Regions from separate parts of the Pan troglodytes genome. Here region 2 is linked to region 1. A link is a contact called in public Hi-C data. All regions are on one chromosome and are shown on one strand. The core of a region is the stretch at or near the end of the contact, and the rest is flanking DNA. Distances in the headings are between cores, read along the strand shown. Region 1 holds the start of SRP9 (signal recognition particle 9). Region 2 has its middle 55 kb from the start of LBR.

Region 1 (3,437 bases), core at 256-2,755:
CTTGACATATTGCTTTTGAGTTTCTTTTGTTGTTGTTGTTGTTGTTGTTGTTGTTGCTGTTTTAGAGACAGAGTCTTGCTCTGTTGCCCAGGCTGGAGTGCAGTGAGATGCGATCTTGGCTCACTACATCCTCCATCTCCTGGGTTCAAGAGATTCTCCTACCTCAGCCTCCCGAGTAGAGTAGCTGGGATTACAGGCACCCACGACCAAGCCCAACTAATTTTTTTATTTTTAGTAGAGATGGGGTTTCACGATGTTGACCAGGCTGGTCTTGAACTCCTGACTTCAAGTGATCTGCCCACCTCAGCCTCCCAGAGTGCTGGGATTGCAGGTGTGCACCACCGCTTCCCACCTGTTTTTTTCTAATAGGCTTCCTTATTCATTTCTCACAATGGCTTTTCCAAACCTTCTCCTCAAGGATCCAAACCCATCCTTGCTTCCTCAAAGATCCAAAACCACCCTTCCTATTTACGAAGGTGGTCTCCTGTCTTAGGTGACAAGAAAATGTACCTTCTTGCCCTCGTATCTACATGCTCACCTATACCCTCACCCGACTTTTCCCTCTTCCTCACCCCATCAAAGGCAATAATGCACCTGTTTTTATTCATCTGGGCCTTTGGTCTTCCCCTTCATATTTCCCGAGACCTCGCTTTCTTCTTTCTCTTGTATTTTTGATTTTTCTATCTCTTATGTGTCCTTCTCTAAAAGTTATAAACATGCACAAAATCTTTCCATCTCAAAATATAATACTCTTTACCTGGTGTCCCCTGCAGGCCATCTTCTTTATTTATTTACTTTTGCGCCAGCGTCTTGCTCTGAAGCCCAGGCTGGGTGCGTAGCGCGATCATGGCTCACTGCAGCCTCGGACTCCCGGGCTCAAGCAATCCTCCTGCTTGGAGGATCAGATTTTTTATCCTTGCAGAAGTGATAATATGACTTCTTCCTCATCTCCTAAACACCAGTCATCTGACATACACTGCAGATCTAAAATGGGCCTACGTGTTCTGTCCTTCCTTGCCTACCTGTTGAGCTTGCACCGCTTCTGTGAGTTTCCCCCCACCCACAAGTGATCCTTCTTCCTTCGCGCTCCACTAACCCGACATAAATGTTTATCATATAAAGTTTTCCGTTGCACTCTTGTGTTTATGTCTCCTGGCTTCTTCACCAAGCTGTGTGACAGCTGGGCCCTGTCGCCTCCTTCCTCGTATATGCAGCGCCTATCGCAGAGCCGCTTAATCTTTGTTGAAGGCAGCTGCGGTTCAGCCCTGAGTGCCACGGGACGGACGCCACTCATTCAGCCCTACCGGGGGCGCTGTGGCAGCCGGCATTGGTTGCCTTGCCCTCCGCTTGTCTCGCTCAGCTCTCGAGCCACACGCCCTGGGCTCCGCCCACTCCCTGACAACATCCCTCCTGCCCATTGGGCGAGCATGGACGGAGCTGTCCAATGGAGCGAGGCGTTGGTGCGAGGAGGCGCCGCCATCTTGGGGCTGCTGGGACTCGCGTCAGTTGGCGACTCCCGGACGTAGGTAGTTTGTTGGGCCGGGTTCTGAGGCCTTGCTTCTCTTTACTTTTCCACTCTAGGCCACGATGCCGCAGTACCAGACCTGGGAGGAGTTCAGCCGCGCTGCCGAGAAGCTTTACCTCGCTGACCCTATGAAGGTAAATCGCTGGCGGGGCCGCTGCTTTGGGCCCCAGCCCAGGATGTCTTCCCGCCATCCACTCGGCCCCTGGAGCTTCCCCAGCGCTCCCAGGAGGTGCTGGGAATGAACACAAATGGACCCTGCCAAGTTAATGTTCTGCTCTCTCGTCCCCTTCTTCCCTGATCTAGCGGCCCAGTGAGGCCCTGAAGCTGGCAACAGCCAGGTTCATCTCAGCCCTAAACATTTCTGCAATCGATCTTCCCGCCCCAGTCCCTCAGCTTCCTTTATGGCTTCGGTTGTTTTACGAGTCCCTGAAGCCAGGGCTCCTCCCCCTGCAGCTTCCTGTCCTTTGTCTTGGTTCACTTTTCCTGTACCGCCTAGGCGGTAAGGGTACCTCATGTATATAAAACTGATGATGTTTTTCTACTGCCGCTCAGACATTCTTGAAAGATTCCAATTTGGAAGCATCTGTACCCCCCAGAATATTGGTTCTTAGTATTTTGGGAGTCACAGGCTTTGGGACCATAAGAATAATATTTGCACCTTTCCTCAGAAAAATGGTATAAGTAAATGTATAAGTAAATGTTTGCAAACAATTTTAAGGGATTCATGGACCTCTGAAATACATTCTTAGCCCCCACAAAAATTATAATGGAGGTGGATGTCAGAGGTTAGCTCATTATTAAAAAGCAAAGAAGTCCAAGTGATGGGAGTTTAGCATTCGGGTCTTACTTTTCGTCTCTTGAGGTTTCGGTTATTTTATTGTCATGTCTAAGAATTATTTGAAGCATCTTCGTGTTAATTAAAAGTTCTGCTTCTTTTTAGAACTCAGCATATTGAAGGGATTTTATACTGAAAACCTCAGACCTGGTTATGTATGATGCTTCTTTTGTTTTGTGTTTGTTGTAACTCAGTTATCTCTTTTATGCTGCATTCATTTCCCACTCTCGTGTTACTGACCCCAAGTTAAATTAGGTTCTGTGGGAGACACAAAGGTGAATGAGATTCCGTTCAACCCTTAAGGAGCTGGTATTATTGGAGGGTATTATAGATACAGTGTATTGTGACTGTATCCCTCGGAGAAGAAAGAAAATTAAAAGCAGATAAAATCTCGGAAAACCGGGGCTCAGGATCTTTTTTTCTTTTTTTTTAATATTTTTATTTTTTTTGAGACGAAATCTCGCACTGTCGCCCGGACTGGAGTGCATTGGCTCAATCTCAGCTCGCTGCAACCTCCACTTCCTGGGTTCAAACGGTTCTCCTGCCTCAGCTTCCCGAGTAGCTAGGTTTACAGGCGCCTGCCACCACACCTGGCTAATTTTTTGTATTTTTAATAGAGGCGGGGTTTCACCATCTTGGCCAGGCTGGTCTGGAACTCCTGACCTCGTGATCCACCCGCGTTGGCCTCCCAAAGTGTTGATTACAGGTGTGAGCCACTGCGCCCAGCCCAGGGCTCAGGATTTACTGTGTGAAACTATTGATGATCATTAAGTAATATGAATTATGTTTTAAGTGTATGCAGTGAGCTGGTAACCTGTAACTCCAATGCCACATACAGTTTATAGTGCATATAAGTTTAAAGTGTGCAGCAAAGAATGTTGATAATTATGATTAAAAATAGTATTAGACCCACAGAAAGACCTAGGTAAGTAACAAGCTGTAAAACATTCTTAGTTCTATTTTTTACAATAAAATGATACAATAATAAATGATGGAAATTGTATTTTTTAAATTGAGTAATTTGTTTATAACACTGGTGACTTCTGGTTGCTTCATTTGGTTAGCTTCCCTTGTTGG
Region 2 (3,437 bases), core at 440-2,939, 290 kb before region 1:
TGTCCCGTATCAGGTGCTGTGTGTTTGGCCATTGCTACAATCCCAGGGCAGGAATCCTTCCCTCATTAACAGGTGAATAGGAGGAAATTAAAACTGTTATTTACATAAGCTGCTTTAAGTCAGGTGTTATTTATGGCTGGACGCAACCTGCCATCTAAGCCCAGGTGCTCCTGTAATACCAGTTACTCCTACCCTGAATGTCTCCCACTTGTACTCGCTTGACACGGACTCAGGAAAGCATCAAGCCAGTGGGTTTATTTCCTGCACCCATAGCGTGACAGATCACAGAACCTGATCACCGTGTGGCACATCCATGAATCCAGGTAGCACTGGCACGGCTACTCTCAACAACTGTCCAGGAAATGAGAGGCCGTTCTGTTTCCTAAAGGGGCCAATATATTATTTTTATTTTCCCTCTGGAATACTTAAAAACAATTTGTATTGGTGGTTTTTTAAAGGGTTATATTTTCTACATTCTAAATGTGCAGAAGAACGTGCTTTCTGGCAGACAGGGAGTATGTCACACATTTTTATGTCTTCTGTGCCAGAACCTTAAAATCGTTTTCTTTTTAAAATCAGACTAAAACGTTCATTAGGACCTCTGAAGCTCCCTAGAAACCATGCAGTCTAATGTGGCATGTGCCGGGATTTCAGAGGACAGAGCAAAATGTTTCCAATTCTTTCCCAACCTCTCCAGCTCACCTCCTGTCTTGCCTCCACCCCACGGCTCGTCTTCCAACCTCGCCCATTTACGGGGCCTGTTGCAGAACAGCCCATGCACTCTCACACCTGCAAACTGCTCGTTGCTCTGCCAGAAATACCTTTGCCCCTCTGATGCCCAAGAACACCTGCTCATTCTTAACAGCTCGTCTGTTAATTCCAGGTGAATTGACTTCTCCATCACCACCAAGCAGCTGACATTATTTCCCCATCTGTTTGTATACCATTCTGTATAATTTATTACACTCACATTGTAATTTTTGTTTTGTAAACCAATTTAAGACAAATTGTTCACTGATCTACTTGTCTGCCTCCCCCTAAACACACATGGACTTAGGGACCAGGGCTCCATTTTAGAGGCAAGTAAATGCTTCTCCCTCTCCCTTGCCTTACAATTCTAGGGAAAGAAGTGTCATTCCATTCATATCTGGGTGTTGAGGCCCTTGTGTATTTGTGATGGGGGTTATTATGGGAAGAGAACGTTAAGCTGATCTACCATCTTGGGTAAAATCTTTTCAAGCTCATTCACATAATTTACAAATTACTTGGAACTGGCTCCTGTCTGAATTCCAATTACCCTCCATCCTCCCCACACTTAGAGCTTTCTCTAAGTGAGATTTGGCAGGGCAGGGGGACCGGCGGGGGAATGAGGCACCAACTCTGACCAGCTGCCTCTTTGAGCCGTCGCTGTCTGGCAGGGCTGGAGCTAATGATTTCTATGGTTACCCCAAATTATGAACTCTGATCGTTCTGCGATCCTTGGCCCTTTGACATGCCCCTTTTATAATCATGCTTTTTGAGTTTACAGTTCCAGCCCCATCCTTGCTGTTCAGTACCCACTCCTGCTACGTTAATCCACGAGGATTCCGGAAAGCAGCTCTGAAATTTGGAATTCCAACAATGCCTGCATTTGCTCATTTGGAGGCATTTCAAGCAGCTATTTTTATTCTTTGTTCACATCACCAGGTTTCAAGAAAGCACCGGAGACACTGTGCCATTAAGTGTTGAGTCAGGACAGGAGATCTGCAAGGCAAAAACAAATTCCCCTTCCATTTCCACCTGCTGTGCACACTCACAGCTTCTGGACCCTTGCTGACCAACACGTCTCAACATTTACAAGATAATCTGACACATGGGATTGATATTATGTGGGAAAAGTCTTTTCCCTTTTTTTGAAAACTTAGGAGAGCTAGAGGGCTTTGGGACTTGAACAGCTCCCAGTTAAGTAATAATAATAATAAATAATCTTTGGCAGTGGCTCATGCCTGTAATCCCAACACTTTGGGAAGCCAGAACAGGAGGATTGCTTGAGACCAGCCTGGACAACATAGCAAGACTACATCTCTAATTACAGTTTTAAAAAGAAAAGCACTTTTTTTTTTTTGAGATAGAATCTCGTTCTGTTGCCCAGGCTGGAGTGCAGTGGCATGATCTCAGCTCATTGCAACCTCCGCCTCCCGGGCTCAAGCGATTCTCCTGCCTCAGCCTCCTGAGTAGCTGGGATTACAAGCGCCCACCACAACACCCTGATAATTTTTGTATTATTTTTAGCAGAGATGGGGTTTCACCATGTTGGCCAGGATAGTCTCAAACTCCTGACTTCAGGTGATCCGTCCATGGGGTTTCGCTATGTTGGCCAGGCTAGTCTCAAACTCCTGACCTCAGGTGATCCGTCCACCTTGGCCTCCCAAAGTGCTGGGATTACAGGCATGAGCCACTGCACCCAGCCACTTTTTTCATACTGACAAAAATTATTGGTACTTAACACTGGAGATTTGTATCTAACCATCCACTTCATGCCCCAGATTACTAGACAGAAAGTGGAATCATCTCCTTTAATCAAGCAAATTCCCATCTCATAATGGGGCTGCGGGAATTTCTCTAGAGGACATCATTTAGGGAAAAACAAAGAAGGCAGCCACTTCCTTGGCCTTTGGGTATGTGCTCTTGCTTCTTGTGCCCTGAGAGTGAGACCATTTTATAATCTGCAGGTCAGGAAGAAATGTCTGATCCATCAATTGGCAACTTGTTAAGAAGCAATGCTAAATGAACTAAAAAAAATTAATTTCATTGAGTATAAACTCACCTTATTGGAGGAAATAGGCCTTATCTTCTAGGTAAATGCTTACAATAAATGTAGACATGAATAATATTGTTGTTAAGAGGGAAGGAAAGTTGTATTTGAAACTTAATTCCATGTTTCAGGGAAACAGAATGAGACCGCAGTTAGTTAGCTGTCCAAGGCAGGTTCGGTTCTTTCGTTGGATTGTTCCCTGTGCTGCCCGTGGGGCCATTCACAGAAGGGAGCTACGATGGAGGGAGGCGATGGAGGGAGGCTCGCAGCCCCGCCAGCTGACATGCCCATAAATGGCTCCAGCACTGCTAGGCACGTTTAGAAGTGGGTCAGGATCTACTGAAGCTGAATGCAGGCATACGCTGTGACCCACCAACGCTATTCCTAGTCACACACCCAGAAGAAACACATCCATATGTTCACCAAAGACACATGCTAGAATATTCATAGCAGGACTACCCATAATAGCCCTAAGCTGGGAACTACGATATCACGAGGACAGACAATCCACCACTACACACACTACGGATGATCTCACATGCAATATTGGGAGAAAGGAACCAAGCCCAAAATAGCAGGATTCCTTCACATCAAGCACAAACACAGCAACCTCGGGGGTCAGAAGTCAGGAGAGGGGTGATGC

Evidence for each region. Hi-C and Micro-C count contacts between places; a contact is called where the count stands out from the background.
Region 2: a contact with region 1 is called in a Hi-C map of stem cell-derived neural progenitor cells, with 6 times the contacts expected there. The contact joins the enhancer-like site here to the promoter of SRP9 in region 1. A contact is called at or near these places in 5 of 7 Hi-C or Micro-C datasets (blood, induced pluripotent stem cells, a lymphoblastoid cell line and 1 more), 1 of 1 datasets of contacts at active chromatin or transcription factors (stem cell-derived excitatory neurons) and 1 of 1 other capture datasets (stem cell-derived neural stem cells).

What each region holds. Positions count from the first base shown.
Region 1 is chr1:23,516,612-23,520,048 of NHGRI_mPanTro3-v2.0_pri, reverse strand. SRP9 (signal recognition particle 9) reads left to right here and starts at 1,505. Exons shown (of 3, transcript NM_001246578.1): 1 at 1,505-1,659. The coding sequence starts at 1,588.
Region 2 is chr1:23,808,898-23,812,334 of NHGRI_mPanTro3-v2.0_pri, reverse strand. No RefSeq gene overlaps it. Among named protein-coding and RNA genes, the nearest start is that of LBR, 55 kb to the left of the region's middle. Within about 2 kb of position 1,689, at least 4 of the 24 cell types and tissues checked have an H3K27ac peak or open chromatin away from gene starts, as enhancers often do. A contact at or near this core is called in stem cell-derived neural progenitor cells and stem cell-derived neural stem cells, where this site is marked.